Linked DNA regions of Mus musculus: region 2 is linked to region 1. Evidence: chromatin contacts called from public Hi-C data. All regions are on one chromosome and are shown on one strand. The core of a region is the stretch at or near the end of the contact, and the rest is flanking DNA. Distances in the headings are between cores, read along the strand shown. Region 1 holds the start of Plekhh1 (pleckstrin homology domain containing, family H (with MyTH4 domain) member 1). Region 2 overlaps Zfyve26 (zinc finger, FYVE domain containing 26).

The links. Hi-C and Micro-C count contacts between places; a contact is called where the count stands out from the background.
Region 2: a contact with region 1 is called in a Hi-C map of uterus, with 2.7 times the contacts expected there. The contact joins the enhancer-like site here to the promoter of Plekhh1 in region 1. A contact is called at or near these places in 1 of 39 promoter capture datasets (hippocampal neurons), 17 of 484 Hi-C or Micro-C datasets (the G1E-ER4 cell line, adipose-derived mesenchymal stem cells, cerebral cortex and 7 more), 1 of 115 datasets of contacts at active chromatin or transcription factors (astrocytes) and 3 of 9 other capture datasets (adipose tissue, liver and pancreatic islet).

The regions. Positions count from the first base shown.
Region 1 is chr12:79,027,118-79,030,981 of GRCm38.p6, reverse strand. Plekhh1 (pleckstrin homology domain containing, family H (with MyTH4 domain) member 1) reads right to left here and starts at 1,819. Exons shown (of 29, transcript NM_181073.3): 1 at 1,562-1,819.
Region 2 is chr12:79,251,707-79,255,570 of GRCm38.p6, reverse strand. It overlaps Zfyve26 (zinc finger, FYVE domain containing 26), which reads left to right. Exons shown (of 42, transcript NM_001008550.1): 29 at 205-341; 30 at 3,391-3,422. Among named protein-coding and RNA genes, the nearest start is that of Zfyve26, 43 kb to the left of the region's middle. Within about 2 kb of position 2,085, at least 41 of the 459 cell types and tissues checked have an H3K27ac peak or open chromatin away from gene starts, as enhancers often do. A contact at or near this core is called in adipose tissue and uterus, where this site is marked.

The sequences.
Region 1 (3,864 bases), core at 570-3,069:
AGTAGACTGTGGATCTGTGATCCCACTACCTTACCCTTCCAAGTATTTTGATTATAGGGAAGGACCACCACGCCAGGCTATATTATCAGTCTGGAACCGGCTATTAGTAGAGGGTCAGACAGGGTTAGACAGCTTATTGGTCCATCCTTAGAATACAGATGGTGGCTCAGCACCCGTACGCAGTGATGGAGGGGATTCCCACACCTAAACATCTACACGAATAAAACATTCCCCAACCTGTAAGGAACACAGATTTCAATACATATACACAGCCTTGTAGAGATAAGGAAAATAATTAGGAGAGATGAGTTGGATGTGGTGACGTGTCACCAGCACTAGACAGGCTGCTGAGGCAGGAGGGCTGTTGAGAGACTCCGAAAAGAAAGGTGGGGGAAGGAGAAAGAGACAAACAGAGAAAAGAAATTTAAAAAAGAGAAAAAAGAAAAAGAATACACCATTAAGAGTGGATTGAGAGGAACACAGTTCTCTCTACTGCTGATGACCGATTCAGTCAGAAGGGCAGCACACTGGTTTAGGCTAATTGTTCATTTCCCTAAGTTTGGGACCACAGGGTTAACAATATCACAAAACAGCTCTGAGTAGGTCCCTTAGGCAGCTAGGGGAAGGCAAAGGACAGTATCACATGTGGAATCTAGAAGGCTTACGTTTGAGTCCTGTCTCTACGTGACCTTTACAGTCTTTCACTATAACCTTGGGCAAGACACAAGTTTTCTGAGTCCCAGTTTCCTCCTTCACAGAGAAAGGTGAATGGATTGTTGAACTGAGTGGCGACTATTTGCACCGCACAGTGTCCTGAACAAGACAGTCCAGAAAGTCTGGTGCTGAGGATTGATAGCTACTACATTGGGGGTGGGGGGAAGGGTTACTTATTTCAAATAACGATCTTTCGAGCATTCTCCTGGAACCCGGAGTTTGTCAATGTCAGTAAGTTTTATGAGGCGGATTTACAGTAGAAGCTGATTGAAGATCCTGACAGGGAGGAAGTATGCTGAAGGAGCAACAGGGAGAACATTCTATTTCCACAGGGTCTCGCTACCTCTGCCACCCTCCGTGGGAGACGTATTCCTAAGATTGCTAGGACACAAAGCCCCTGATGTCACTCAGAGTCCAACCTGTGTTCTTTTCTGCTTGGCAGGACGCCGTCAGTATGAGTTCAGCTTGACTCCTAGGACTCCTAGGAGAGACATCCAGCAATCACATTAACAAGCAACCTAGGACAAGCTGCTGAGAGGAGCGGAAGGGTTGAGCGGAGAGCACCGGGTTGGAAGGAAGCCTGCACGTACATCCCGGGGCCTTCCCAGGAGCAACTGGATCAAGCCGGTCCCAAAGAGCAGGACCTACTGCGGGAGGGGCAGTCACCGCCTCCCAGTGCGGGTGTCCTGGAGCTCCTGGTTGCCTGCGCCCGTCCCACGGCTCCCAGGTAGAGAGGCACCTGCTCCAGAGTTGCCCTCCCGGCCGCGAGGAGTCAGCCCTGTCCGTCCCGCCGGACGCCCTCTCCCAGCGGCACACCCCCCGGCCCTCCCCGACCCGCCCGGCTCACCTGAGTGAGCTGCCGGGAGTCCCGCCGCGACCCCGACCGCCACGCGCGCCTCTGCCCCACAGTGGCTCTCCCCGAGTGCGGAGAGGCCCCCGGGTCTCCGCTCCCCCGCTGCAGGGGTCGCGGTGGGCGTGGCGGGCCGAGGTCGGAGCCTGGAAGGTCCCCGGAGCTCCGCACAAAGCCCGCCCCAGCGCTGGGAGCAGCGCCGCGCCGGCTGTGTCCGCACCGCGCTCGCTCGGCGGGCAGCTCGCGGCCAGGCACAGGAAATGACCTCAGCAGCCGCAGCCTCCCACCGCGGGGCGCGGCCGGGGCCGCCTGGAGGGCTGGCTGCGCGCTGCGACCCCCAGACAGCGTGGGATCCCCGGCGGGATGCTCACCAGACTGGACCCTCCCTCCGCGGAAGGAGGTCCCAGCGAGTGTCTAGCCACCTGTAGGAAAGTCCCACCTGGTTACTGGGAGCGAGCAGTCTGCACAACTGATTTGGAGTTGAGAGAGAGAGAAGGGGGAGCGAGTCACTACAGCTCTAGGAGAACCTGTTTGTTTGTGTTTGTCTTGCTTATTTTAAAGGCGACAGCCAGGGAGCCAGAAGGGCAAGGAGCCCTGGTTTGCAATACCTAACTCACACAATAACAATTATACACCCAGAGGGAGTGGGACACTAGATGTTTGGTTAGGGGACTAGATGTTTGGTTAGGGGATGGGGCTGAGGAAGATGCAAATGAAATGTAGTTAGGAAGGAGCTTCTTCTAAGTGGGCGGCGGAACTCATGAAGGAGGTCCTGGGTTTAATTCCCAGCACACAAAATGAATGAAAGAAAGAAAGAAAGAAAGAAAGAAAGAAAGAAAGAAAGAAAGAAAGGAAGGAAGGAAGGAAGGAAGGAAGGAAGGAAGGAAGGAAGGAAGGAAGGAAGGAAGGAAGGAAAGAAAAGGGGAGGGGAGGGGAGGGGAGGGGAAAACAAAAGCTGCCTTTCCCAATTCCATAAACTGAACAGAAACAAAACACCCCGGGGCCTAGAATATTCACTCCAAGCACTCACCGAGAAAAATCCCCAGCCCCACCCCAGGTTTAAATCTGAATCTGGGGGTGGGAAGGGAGAGGGGAATTGCCCACGGAGCAAACCTCCTTAGGCATTCTCATGCACGGTTTTGAAAGCTCAGGAACTAAGGAAGGCAGTTAAATTGGGTGGGTGGGACTCCAAGTGACTTTATAGGCAAGACCTCTGGGTTTTGTGAAGGGGTGACACTTCCATACACTTTGAATAGGCAATCTTGAGCATGATATGAATTTCAAATTCAGAGGGCTAATAGTGGACACTAAGACTTTATCCGTTTTTGGCAGATCACCCCTACCCAAATGCAACTATTGTCATTATATATATTATGTATATGCATATTCATATATGTATTTATATGCATCTGTCTATATCCATATATATATGTATTTACAAACACCTTTTTTTTTAATTAATTAATTTATTTATTTATTTATTTTTTTTGAGACAGGGTTTCTCTGTGTAGCCCTGGCTGTCCTGGAACTCACTTTGTAGACCAGGCTGGCCTCGAACTCAGAAATCCGCCTGCCTCTGCCTCCCAAGTGCTGGGATTAAAGGCGTGCGCCACCACGCCCGGCTACAAACACCTTTTAATGCTAATTAAGCAGCCCTTCTTTTCACTCCCTCCCCGCCCCCCTTGAGATAGGATCACAGCAAGTATCTCCCTGGCTGATCTGTAACCCACCTTGTAGATCAGCCTGGCCTTGAACTCACAGAGGTCTGTTGGCCTCTACCTCCAGAATGCCAGGACTAATGATGTATGCCACCACACCCAGCTTGCTTTTTATTCTTGACATTATTAATTTGTTGACGCTAAGTGTGATGTATTAAAAACCTTACATTTGTAATAACAAATAGTTGAATTTTAGATGGTTAGCTTGTTGTTACTAGTGACCAGACACTGAAGGATAGAGCTCCAGAGGTGAGAAGAATGTCACCATGTGCCTTGGCTTCAAGGATACCTTAGGGTACCTTTGGGAGGTGAGGATAAAATTCAGTCTGGACCAATTTGGATCCTTGGTGGTGGCAGAGTTCTCCTATTAGCAGCAATGGAACATGAGCAGAGGCCATTGACAAATGGCCTCTTATCAATTCCTAAGGGTGAGATACTTTAAATGGCTGAGGCCAAATCAGCTAACTGCTCATGTACCAGCAAGCAGGCACAAAATAGTCACCTACCCTACTTAAAGGCAGGTCAATAGTTGGGCTTATCTGATTCATTCAAAGGCAGCAGGGCCCAGATAGTCTTCCTGGC
Region 2 (3,864 bases), core at 836-3,335, 220 kb before region 1:
AAAAAAAATAAATTAAAAAAAAAATATATATATATATATATATGCACACACACACATATATATATACATACATACATATATATGTATATATGTATATATGTATATGTATATATATATACATATATATATATATATATGTATATATATATACACACATATGAGTGACAGTCTCACTTTCATCTCTTGCCATCTCTTCTACCTCAGTTCAATAGGCGTCATCACTGTCGCCGCTGTGGGCGCCTAGTGTGCGGTTCCTGCTCCACTAAGAAAATGGTGGTGGAAGGCTTCAGAGAAAACCCCACCCGCGTCTGTGACCAGTGCTACAGTTACTACAACAAAGAGTGAGTGTCCTGCATTACGTCTGACGCCTCCCCAGGGTCCTCACTGTTCCGTCAGTATTACACTGTATTACACCACAGAGATGTACACTGCTGTGTCATCAATTGTATTGTGAAATGCTTATAGAATGAGTGACTTTGTCAGAGACACTTTGAAGATGGGAAGTATGAATGAGAAGGGAGTGTTCAGAGCTCTCACAGGCTGGGGTTTTTTGGTTTTTTGGTTTTTGGGTTTTTGTTTTTTTTTTTAGTTTTTTTTTCCCGAAATCAAGACACTTTGGCCAGGTGTGGTGGCACACACCTTTAATCCCAGCACTCGGGATCGGGAGGCACAGGCAGGTGGATTTCTGAGTTTGAGGCCAGCCTGGCCTACAGAGTGAGTTCCAGGACAGCCAGGGCTACACAGAGAAACCCTGTCTCAAAAAAACCACACACACACACACACACAAAAAGACACTTTGGACCTCAGCCCTTCCACATACTTATGTCACCATCTCACCTTGTCATCTCTCCTGTTACCTGGCCAAGTACTTGTGGTTCATGTTGCTCCAGCTGGATTCAGAACGACATGTCCATATCTGCTGAATGTGTGGGCTCATTTGCTCTAGCTCTATACTGGGTAGTCATCTTGGCTTGTTACTCACAAACAAGCCCTTACACTCTCCTGCACATGGCTAACCTCCAGATAAATTTTGGCAACTGCCCCTCCCTCTAGCAAGGCAGAGGATGAAGAAGATGTTTTGAGTCATGGTGACTTAGATTTTTTTTTCCTACTGCTTTTCATTGAGAGTGTGAAGTGTAAGGTTCTTAGGGCACCTGGAGAAAATCAGCTATGCAAAAGCAAAATTACTTTAGAGTCTCAGGTTTTATTTTATTTAGCAGACTTAGCTAGATTTTATATTCTACTCAATAGCATTTTTGGTCCTTATTTGCTGTAATTATTGACTGCACAGGGATGAAGGCATGTCATGTGCATTGAAGAGTTCCTGAGACCCTAACCCACCACTCCCTGCCTGCCCCGGCAGGAGTAGGACAGTGATTACCCAAACACCATCCTGCTGGGTTGGGTTTGTTTTTGTTTTTGTTTTTTGTTTTTTTCTGAGACAGGGTTTCTCTGTGTAGCCCTGGCTGTCCTGGAACTCACTCTGTAGACCAGGCTGGCCTCGAACTCAGAAATCCGCCTGCCTCTGCCTCCCGAGTGCTGGGATTAAAGGTGTGTGCCACCACCGCCCTGATGGGGTTTTAAGTGTTAATGGGGAGTCCTTTTCCAGCAGTCACTCTACAATAGCTGCATTACCCTAAGGGAACCCCATTCTACTAGGAAGACAGCCAATAAACCCACCACAAGGTCACTGGCTGAGTACAGTGGTGACAGAACACACAGATTAGCCCAGGGAGTTGAGAGAATAGCCTGGAGGTGACCCCAGGAGATGAATCTTAGAGAATGAGGAGTTTGGTAAAAAAGAGACCTGAAAAAGAACAAAACGGAAAAGAAAAGTTATTCCCAGAGGTAGCACAGCAAAAGCAGAGGCAGGAGGAAACGTTAACCATTTGAGGAGCTGTGTGTAGGTAGATGCGGGGCTGGGGCTCTGATCAGTGGACCCTGGACTTGACGCAGACAGCCCGGTGCAGAAGACTTACTGGCACGAGACATTGGCCTGCTTTCTGGGGCCATGGACTGTAGTGGGTCAGCATGTTCCTTATACACATTGTAAACTTGCCCCTTGACCAGAACTGATGGTAGCGCAATGTCCCTTACATCCTGGGGACAGGTCATGCATAACAGGAAATAACTAAAGAAGTGGTCATGCCAGAGCTCAGCCTGGGGACAGGTCATGCATAACAGGAAACAACTAAAGAAGTGGTCATGCCAGAGCTCAGCCTGGGGACAGGTCATGCATAACAGGAAACAACTAAAGAAGTGGTCATGCCAGAGCTCAGAAGCCTTTCTTCTGAACCACAAATGAGGAAAACTTTCGACCTGAGCAGCTTCTGAGGAATCCTTTTTTTTTTTTAAGATTTATTTATTTGTTTGTTTGTTTGTTTATTATATGTGTGCACACTGTAGCTGTCTTCAGACACTCCAGACATCAGATTTTTGTTACAGATGGTTGTGAGCCACCATGTGGTCACTGAGATTTGAACTCAGGACCTTTGGAAGAGCAGTCAGTGCTCTTAACCGCTGAGCCAGCTCACCAGCCCCTTTTTTGGTTTTTCAAGACAGGGTTTCTCTGTGTAGCCCTGGCTGTCCTGGAACTCACTCTGTAGACCAGGCTGGCCTCAAACTCAGAAATCCACCTGCCTCTGCCTCCCAAATGATTAAAGACGTGCACCACAACTGCCCGACCTGAGGAATTCTTAAGCAGGAGCACAATGTGACCAGATTTGAATTTCTGAAATCTTGCTACAGGCACAAGAAGATGCTAGGTGGTCAGAGTTAAGGAAAGTTATTGCAGAATCATGGCCAAGTTATTACAGTGAAAAATTATGAGGGTCTCCTTCAGACACAGAGAGAGGTGGGGACACTTAAACAGATATACAAGAGATAAAAGGGACAAAGCATTGTAAGAGGAAGAGAAAAAGTTATGTGTGATTAATTCTCTAATTGTCTTAGTTCCAGCCTTATTGCTGTGAAGAGACACCATGACCATGGCAACTCTTATAAAGGAAAACATTTTACTGGGACTGGCTTACAGTTTAGAAGTGTAGTCTGTTATCGTGGCAAGAAACATGGCAGCATCCAGGCAAGCATGGTGCTGGAGAAGGAACTCAGAGTTCCACATCCTGATCCTCAGGCAGCAGGAAGAGACTAAGACACACTAGGCCTGGCTTGCACTTCTGAAACCCCAAAACCTACTCCCAGTGACACAGTTCCTCCAACACCACCACACCTACTCCATCAAGGCCACACCTCCCAACAGTGTCAGTCCCCTGAACCTATGGGGCCATTGTCACTCAAACTGTCACACTGATCAATGACTACTCGAACAAATGTCATTTTTCACTCACTAAGAAGCAGTGGCTGAGGCCTTTTGTTTCTCTCTGTTTCTAGTACACCAGAGGAGAGCCCATGCCAGTCAGAAGGTAAGCCTGATCTTGTTCCTGTGTCTCTGTTGTCAGTGCACCAGCTGCAGCTGATGACCGTGGGGCAACTCAAACCACTTGGTTCAGGAATGGAACATCATGGATTTTCTATCAACCTGTCTCCTTGACATCCCTTGACATGTAGAGAACTTTCACTAGAACCGGTATCTAGGCCCATTAGCTCCTAGCACTGGGAAGGCCATCAACAAAGGACTTTGGCTTTTAGCTTTTAGTAGGTGACATTATCCACCACTACCCCAGCTCCCTCCTCCATTGTCCTTTGTCCTCTGTCCAGTGCTTTGTCCTTCCCTTGGGAGATGACTGTCAGCAGTTTAGCCAGTGCCTTTCCACAGCAGCTTAGTTTCCAGTGGATGAACCACGTCTTTCAGGGTTTCTTGTGTGAAGCATCACGGTCATGTTACAAATGCTGTGACATTTATTC